2 separate regions of the Drosophila melanogaster genome follow, and region 2 is linked to region 1. Evidence: chromatin contacts called from public targeted proximity ligation data. All regions are on one chromosome and are shown on one strand. The core of a region is the stretch at or near the end of the contact, and the rest is flanking DNA. Distances in the headings are between cores, read along the strand shown.

The links.
Region 2: a targeted proximity ligation map of the Kc167 cell line shows a contact between it and region 1, with 3 times the contacts expected there. A contact is called at or near these places in 52 of 107 Hi-C or Micro-C datasets (the Clone 8 cell line, the Kc167 cell line, the ML-DmBG3-c2 cell line and 19 more) and 1 of 7 datasets of targeted methods (the Kc167 cell line).

The regions. Positions count from the first base shown.
Region 1 is chr3L:10,337,046-10,341,501 of dm6, forward strand. The region is part of intron 1 of lncRNA:CR46006 (long non-coding RNA:CR46006); the gene reads left to right. Among named protein-coding and RNA genes, the nearest start is that of lncRNA:CR46006, 16 kb to the left of the region's middle.
Region 2 is chr3L:10,369,913-10,374,368 of dm6, forward strand. No RefSeq gene overlaps it. Among named protein-coding and RNA genes, the nearest start is that of mir-276a, 6.9 kb to the left of the region's middle.

The DNA of each region.
Region 1 (4,456 bases), core at 1,091-3,590:
GCAAAAGAAGATGCGGTGCAGAGCGAAAAACTCATTAGGCCCAGCGCCTACGAAACATGAATGCAATAATATTCAACAAAATTACGAGGCTAATAACATTAATTCATACGAAAAAGTGGTTGGGGGAAGGGATGGAAAGGGTAGAGAGTTGAGAGTAGGACTAACCTTTATGCAGTTTTGTATCTATGAGATATACGCACTGCGTAAAATTTCATTATAATAAAGAATGCGGCACTCCGAAAAGGAGTTTGCCAACCCATTACAACCGCGCTTATCATAAATTATGACCCAGAAATATGCGTAGAGCCAATGTCATAAACATAAACTAGGCGAATTAATTGAGACAGAGAGAGATGGCTGCAGGCAGATACCAATAGAGCGGCTCATAAAGCCCGAAAATTATGCGTTTTTAAGTCATGACCCATCCCATCCCACAGTCCCATACATACGATTGCACCTGCCTTCGCAGATGGAGAATCCAAACCGGACCACATACACCTTTGTGAATATATTGTAGACCAACGGAGACCAATTGTAGCATTAGAGCGGCATTTGGCCAAAGTGCCAAATACTACCTGAGACACTTACAGCTGAGGGGAAAATAATAGCATTCGCTAAAGGAATTATATCACAGAATTAGTTTGGAGATTCCATTAGTTAAGGAATGACCAAACATGAGAGATTAGTTTAGAAATCATATGATGAACAAGTTCATCTCAACTCGCCAGACCTTTGACACTTTGAACTGAAATATTTTCAATAAATTTATATAGTATTTCTCAATCTCTTAGAAGTATTAAAAATCTATCCGTATTTTACTCCATTTCTAAGCCTGTTGGCATACAAAATCCTCCTCTACTGACACTATTTCATTGACCTCTGGTATACGTTAATCGCAAAATAGAGATCGAGTGAATGGCCTAGGCCTAATTGAGTTTTGAGAGTCGTTACACTTCATCGCAATGGGAGTAAATTAAACTATCATTAGTTTACCCTTTGGCACTTTTGTCACTTTTTTTCTGAGCGGCGGCTTTCGGCCTGGTCAGAACATGTGAAGTGGCGCGTTTTCCTCTGTTATGTTGTGTACTTTTGTGCTGTATTTTTTTTTTACAGAATTTTTGTATTCTTCAGCTCTTTAGTTTTTTTTTTTTTCACCGTCTTCTCTTGTAGCCGTAATAATTTTGTAGGTTTTACGAGTGCCGCCAAGACAATTAGGCATTTGTTATGTTGTGCTGTTGGCCAAGTGTGGGCATTTTGCTTAGCGGCTTTTCAGGCTTTGATGTGAGCAAGTGAAGAAAAAAAAAACGGGGGAAAAAAAATAAAAAGGGAGATGAGGGAAAAAAAGCGACGAACGCGCGCGCCCGCAACGAATCTAACGCCTTTTCAAACTCAGTTCTCAGCCAGCTTTGTTGCTTTGGCTTTTTGGTAGATACACGGCTCTTAACTTCTGCCGCGTTGTTACTGTGCCAACAATATCGAAGATTTATTTTTCCATTATGGCCAGCCGGCATCGTTGTGGGTGTCGGATGCCCCGACACAAGCCATTGGGGCATGACGAGCCAAAAAACCAAAAAAAAAAAAAAAAAAACTAAAAGAACAAAAAAATAAAAGTCAAACAAAAAATTTTTGGGAGCGCAATGATCAGACTTTTTGGCGGTTTTAGCAGCGGTTTGAAAGCATGTGCAAAATAAGCTTAATAAAATAGTTATCAGCTTTGACTTAAGCGGTTTGAACAGCGCTTATAAAATCGCTAGCCAGCTAGTTCAAGTAAAAAAAAAAAAACAAATATATACATATAAAGCGAGTGGGTTGATAAGTCAATTACAGAAATAACCTTGAACAGAGTAAAGCCAACGCAACTTTTACCGCGACTAATGATAGCCGAGCTTAAAGGTATTTTAAGAGTTTTTCAAGTGGGTTTTCAGATCGATTTTATGGGTGGTTATAACTACATTTGAAGGTGATTTTACTAAAAATATATCTCAACTTACGAAATAGAAAATTCTGGAGTCAGAATGCTCCGTTTAAACACCATACTGATGACCAAACCCAAAATGCAATAAAAGATCACATTAATTAAAATACATGATATTCAAATTAGCTGAAAGCTCTTTGCAAGTGTAGGTATACATATGTATATATATTATATTTAAGTCAACTAATTAATGACACGCTATAAAAATATGCGAAATGGAAAATGTTTATGATAGAAAGTCGTGGAACAAATTTCCAAACAGATCAATACGGAAAGAAGGCGGGATCTGAGGCTATAAAAACCCACAAAAAGCTATTCAGAAATTCTCATTCTCTGTAGTGTATACCCTTGGCTTTTGTTCCTAATGATTCACTTGCCGCCGTGCGATCGCTATTGTTGTTGCTGTTAATGACTTGACAGTAAAGTAGCCTACACAATTTATAGCAAAACCGAAAAGTAAAAAAAAATATATATATATATATAAATGAAATAGAAACAAAACTTGTCCGCCTACAATTTCTGAGCTGTGAGTTTCTTTTCAGTTTGAGTTCGGCTGCTCGTTTCGTTTTTGTTGTTTTATGTTTATTTTTTTTTTTTGTTTCTCCTCCTCTGATTTTAATTGAAACATTTTTGACCATATTTTCTTAATGATCTGACATGACATGGCGTCTGTTTTGTGTATGTCTCGGTTGCCTCACATCGCGCATTATAAATTCAAAGCGATTTCCACTAATTTAAGCACAGCCAACTAGCCAAATCAGATATACCCAATAATAATAATATACTATAAGCATGAGATAGATGCCAGCATAATAAAAGCGTTGACTGTGTGACATTTGAATTGCCGGGGATCGCGCTTGGACATATGTACATATGTGACATATGTGTATACCCCCCCCCCCATATCATTATTATAATTTGTTCATTATGTACCGCTCTTTATAGCTGCAGTTGCCATGGCAAACGCCAACGCCTTTGGGCCACAAAAAGCTGCAAATGTTGGCCACATTCACCATTGTTGCTGTTGCCCGGCACTTGTCGTTAAAAAATGTGTTGAAAATGCTTTTTTTATGACACGAAATGAGCCGTAACCATAAAATTGAGCCAAAAAAACCCAAAGCACCACACAATAATGATGGTATTATATGCCTTCTGGGGTTTTTCTTAACGTATGCATTCGATGTTTTATCACCTGGCCGAAGTATACACTTCTTTAGTTTAATTCAACTATAACGATAAGTTTCATTTAATTTACAGGGCTAATGGGGAACTCGTGAAATTGATCTATACTTAAAAGTTTCTTTTAAGAACTCATTTGTGTTTTAAATAGACAACGGTGTACCAAATTTGCATTTGCATTGCTACGAAAAAAAAACAATACCTATTAACATAAAATTGTATAAAACGAAATCTTTAAGCTTTTTTCTTTTTGCACATTTTGCACTCATTCAAATAAATTTCTTGCCAATTCACAAATGGTGAGACAACTCCTTGTGACTTCTGGCTACCATTTATTTTCGAATCTGTGATCAACTTATAATACCTCGCTAATTGAGTTGATTTATGCAGCTGCCGCTCTGTAGCTTTAACCCATTCGATTTGATTCATTTGAATTTATTTAGTTTTCATAATTTCTGTATGCTACGCTTAGATTTCTTGTATTTTTTTTGTGCCTTTTGTTTTTGCTGTTGCGCTGGTCTTTGTTGATTCTCGCTATCAATTTCAATTTCGAATTTATATATATATATATAGTATTTCTTGTCGCTAATTTTGCCTGGTCGGGTTGTCGCGTTGTCTCGTTGCTGTGTCCACACTTGCTATTATTTATTTATGTATGCGGAGGAACAGATTGCGCGCCATGATTTATGCCTGGCACATTTTATGGCTATTTTGTTGGTAATTTATTAACAAGCTTGTTAACAACAGTCTGCTCAGCGCATCGGCTTTTTGGCCCGGCCAGGCCCGGCCCGACCCCAAGCCCAAAACTCCCAGCCTGGTGTGCTGGTCAATATGCAGATGGCCAGCTCAGCGAGCATTAAACGCTACAAGCCTGAGCTATTGGCCTGGCCAAAAACAAAAAAAAAAAAAAAAAAAAAGAAAATTAAAACGAGACGAAAGACGAAAAGGTTAAAGGCCAAAATACGGCAGCTAGACGCAACATACCAGACAGCAGGTGGCTTTAACGACCGCAATCATGCCGATGTGTCCATGATGTTGATAATGATGATGGCCACACTTGGCGAAAAGCTACACTGTTCCATTAAAAAAGATCGAAGGAAATCGGGAAAAATATATATTTTTCATCCTAACAAATCGAAATTAAATAAGATAGGTTTTTTGAGGGAAATTGTTATCGTGAAACAAAATACTGATCAAAAAACTATATAACATATTATTAAAGTCAGTAATACTTTTTTGAAACATCTATTTATTGATGATATTTAAGCCCTTGCAAATTCATGTGCAGCCACCATTCTATTT
Region 2 (4,456 bases), core at 1,374-3,873, 33 kb after region 1:
GGTCAACCCACATACTGCCCGTATTCAACTATACTGACGTCCGATTTGCGAGCCGGAGAACGATCTAAACAAATCATTTAGATCATTTGTTATTCATTGAAATGTATTAATTTTGAATTCAACATTCAGCAGCGAAGCAGTCAACATTGTGTGCGGCTTACCGATACAAAGTGTGTGACTTTTGTATCTGTATCTTACACTTTTTTCTTCATTTCATTTTCTTTCGTTATTATTATTTTTTATTTTTTCGGACTCTTATTTATTTGAGTTATCGCCGGTGTCTCCACATTATTTCACTGTCGGATTTGCGTAGCATTGTTCGGGCAACGAAAACTTGAACAAAACTTCGAGCTGCAAACTGAAAACGAAAAGCCAAAAGCCAAAAGCCGATTTTCAACTAGATACGCTGGATTGGCATTGCCCCTAACGGATTGTGCGGCGACATAAGCTTTGATGGATTTTGACATAAATATGAGTTGGAATTTCGTGCGAGCGCGGCCATGTTTGGCATGCCAAAAGCAGAAAAGCAGGGCTTATCACTCCACCGACCATATAGACACCATATAACCGATCTATGCTCGAATCTATACGATCGATGAACGGAGTGGATTCGATTCGATCGGATTGGATTGGATTGGCAGCCAAACTGACGACGACAGGCCAGAAAATAAAAACACGGCCGTGTCCAAAAGCCACGACTATATGGATATGTATATGTATATATAAACATATATGCGTTTGCTTATGGGCATCGATCGGACTCAAAAACGAACGAACACACAATTTATGCTAATCCCCTTGCTGGCCATAATTTGTATTTTGTTGCTCAGTGTAGCCGATGAATTTTAGCAAAGTGAGCGCGTGTGGAGCATGTACAAGCAGCAGCCAGTCGGGTCCATCCCATTGTGTTTAAATGATTAATTTACATAAATATTTTTATGATTTGCCAACAAAACGGCCGACAACAGAGAGAATCTGGCAAGCTTCCAGGCTTACACTTAAATTTAAGGAGTTTTAATCATTTCTTATTTCATTTTTAAATCAGGCTTAAAACACCTTTTTAATTGATACTTCAGAATATTTTATAGCCATGCCTTTATTGCTATATTTATATTTTATTTTTTCTTTCATTTGATATTTAACAAATCGAGGATTTGTTTTAAATTAGGAAGGTGTATCAGTTGTTCTTTTTTTTCTGAGTGTGCAAGGTCCAGTGGCTCTTATGCAATCCACGCAGTTGGCCGAAAAAGTTGCGCCCCTTTTTTTTTAAACTTCTGTTGGTTCTGGCCACGTGCCTTTATCGCACTGGGAGGGAGTGAGAGGGAGCGGCGCAAGAGGGAGGCAGAACTAGTTCAAGCAACTGTAAAAGCCAACCTCTATGGGCTTCGCTGTTTTTTTAGCCGCCACTGGGTGTCATCAACCTCAAACGTCTTTTGTCTTTGGCTTCGGCTAAAAAATAAAATGAAATAAAGAGCCCAGATGACAGGCTTAGTTGAGGAACCGATGGAACCGGTGGTTCTGAAAGGAAGGTGCGGATGCACAGGACACAGGACGTGAGCCACATGTGACTCAAATGCTCAAATGCCAATGAACCCAGAAGAACGAACGACGACGACCAAACCAGGAAGTAAATTTCTGCTTCCTACATCAAACGCACTGGCTGGCGGCAACAGGTGTACATAGCTTTAGACCCTCTTTTCCCGCAAGATTTCCCATCATCATTGCCATCGAAATAAAATATACTATGAACATGATATCTGCGTCAGCAAATGGATGCCGCTCCTGCATCTTGTCAAATGCCATTTAGATAAGTAAACGATCGCCATAATCTGCAATCTATAAGGCATATATCCATAATGGCATTTGCATAAATTAGATATGTAATTCAGTGACCGGCGGGATTAGTTAAATGCAAAGATATCGAATGGCGCGAAAGGAAACCACTTTTGAAGTTGATTAGACTTACACTACACGCTATTCTAATTATTTTCAATTTCCAACAGATTACGTTTTAAATGTAACCATATAAGTAAACTCATTATAAGTGAAGACATATTTTTTTAAATGCAGAGTTACTCAAGTGAAGAACAGCTAGACACATAAATAAGATCATTTTATATTATTATATTCAATGGCAGCAAATTGCAAAAAGGAATATATTTATAATGCGAAATATTGTGATTTAACTTAGCTGAAACTAAAATCATTAATCACATTTTAAGCACATACATCTCTTATCTCCTTTGGTTGCTGTATAATTAAGTTTTCCATATATAATTAATACTTTCATTCGATTATTTTATTCCCAGTATGTTTTTTTTTATAGAGATAAGTTAATGGTGACCCCATGACAGAGACTTGGTCATCGACACCGTCATCCCAATCTCACACTCTATAGTTGTTGTCGTTGCCTGTTGCTGTTCGTTTAGCTACTCAAACCCTTTTTATGCAAATTTAAGAAAAATATATGAGTGAAAAATATAGCAGCAACAAAATGCTGTATAAATTTATATATATGTATGTATATATAGAATTATGTGGATGTGGATGTTCGTGTGTGGAGACTTTGTAGATAAATTTGCATATTTCAGTCGTTCATAATCCAAGTCTTCCTTAAGTCGAAGTCTGAGTCTGCGTCGCAGACCTTAAGGGGAAATCAGCCAAGCAGCAACGAAATCGACAACTAAAAAAATAAGTATATATACATATATTTATAAAAAAGAAAAAAAAAGTACAGGAACAACCTGGCTACGCGTCACTTTGAGAGGCGTCGAACCATTTGAAATGCCACACCTAACTAAATTTAGGTGTTTTTTCTTCATTTTACCTTGCGCCTACTACCAAGTTTGTTGTTTATTCCTCCGCATGTTTTTAATTTACCATATTTTTTTACCACTCAAAGGAGGTAGAAAAACACCTATATCACCTAGGCAATTTCTCCTTTTCGAATGAAGGAGGCGGGGTGAATCTCTAGTCGGTGATTAGCATTTTTGTTGAGTATTTAATTTGATTTTATTGAATTTGTTATCACGCTGACAAGTTGCCGGACCACTTAGCGGAATCGAGGAAACGGTTATACACAAATATTTCAATGCTTTAATGTTTCCAGTTTTTGCGTTTTCGATTTCGTTGTTTTTTAGTTGTATATTTTGTTAGTTAGTTTATTTGGCACAAGACACGTGCGTCTGGAAAAGTTCTGTTGATGACATAGAACGGCTGTCGCACATCATCACACCCTAAAAACGAATTGTCATAAAAAATATTCACGATTTCATTTTAAACGTTGAATTAATTTTAAGCTTTTGCCGGCAGATCCTTATCTATGCTAAAATGTTTGCCAAAATAAAACAACGCAAGCCATAAATGTGACTAAGTAGGCAGTGAGTAAGCAAACACGAAAAATCCATACTAATTAATTGTTCAATCAGATAACACTTGACTTTTGATATAAAGACATTTCATTTCCCTGCTAAAAAAGATATTTCACAAAAAGAAATTAATGGCAGATACGAAAGTCTTCAGTGTTGTTGCTGGAGCTTCATTAATTTGCTGCTTGTGGCTAACAAACTGTATTTTTTTCCTGTTCATTTGGCTAATTTATGACTGGCGTTGGCTAATTTTGGCAGGCACTGTGTCGTCAGCACCCTAATAACAGTCAAGATAAAGAGAAAAATTGGTAATAAGGGGAAGAACAATTCGGGTTTAATGATCTTCGATTGATAGTGTATTATTTTAGTGAGTAAGAGTGCCAAGGATTGTCTATAAAACTGTATTACAATAAAAATATAGTACAATAAAAAATAATATTAAGTAAAATAACTGGTATTTCAATTAGGTAGAACACTAACCATAGAAACCAATCGAAGACAAATAAAATAATTGTGTGATTCCCACAAAAACAATAAAATCCAAGTATCATTTATTGGTTCCAACCTCGTTTGCTATTTCGTTTCACCTAGCAATATACATATAACCGGAAGATTTGGCATATGAACGCACTAAATCACTTCACCAAGGCGCTTGGAAACAACATGTCAACAAAATGAGCAATTCAACAAAGTTTAGCAGCCAAGAAATATAGCTATGGAAAACAACAAACAAAATGGCAACAGGCAAAAAACAAAAAAAAAAAAAAAACACATAGCAGCGAAATGAATTCGCCAACAAACGAAAACATTATTCATTGAATGTCTATAAAGACAGCGGAAAAAAAATACATTTATAAGCGATCTATGCGAAATAAAATGAAAATAAAATTTAATAAATACATATATTTATTCACACATATGCAGCGGCGACAAGAGAGTTATATTTGCAGCTTTTGTTGAACCTTATACGTAAGTATGTATATATTTTTGAAAGGCAAATTGATTATAAATTATGACGCTGCCAGCTAACTGACAACTATTTAAGATTCCAACAATTATGATTTATGGCGGTGTGTGTGCATAATGAG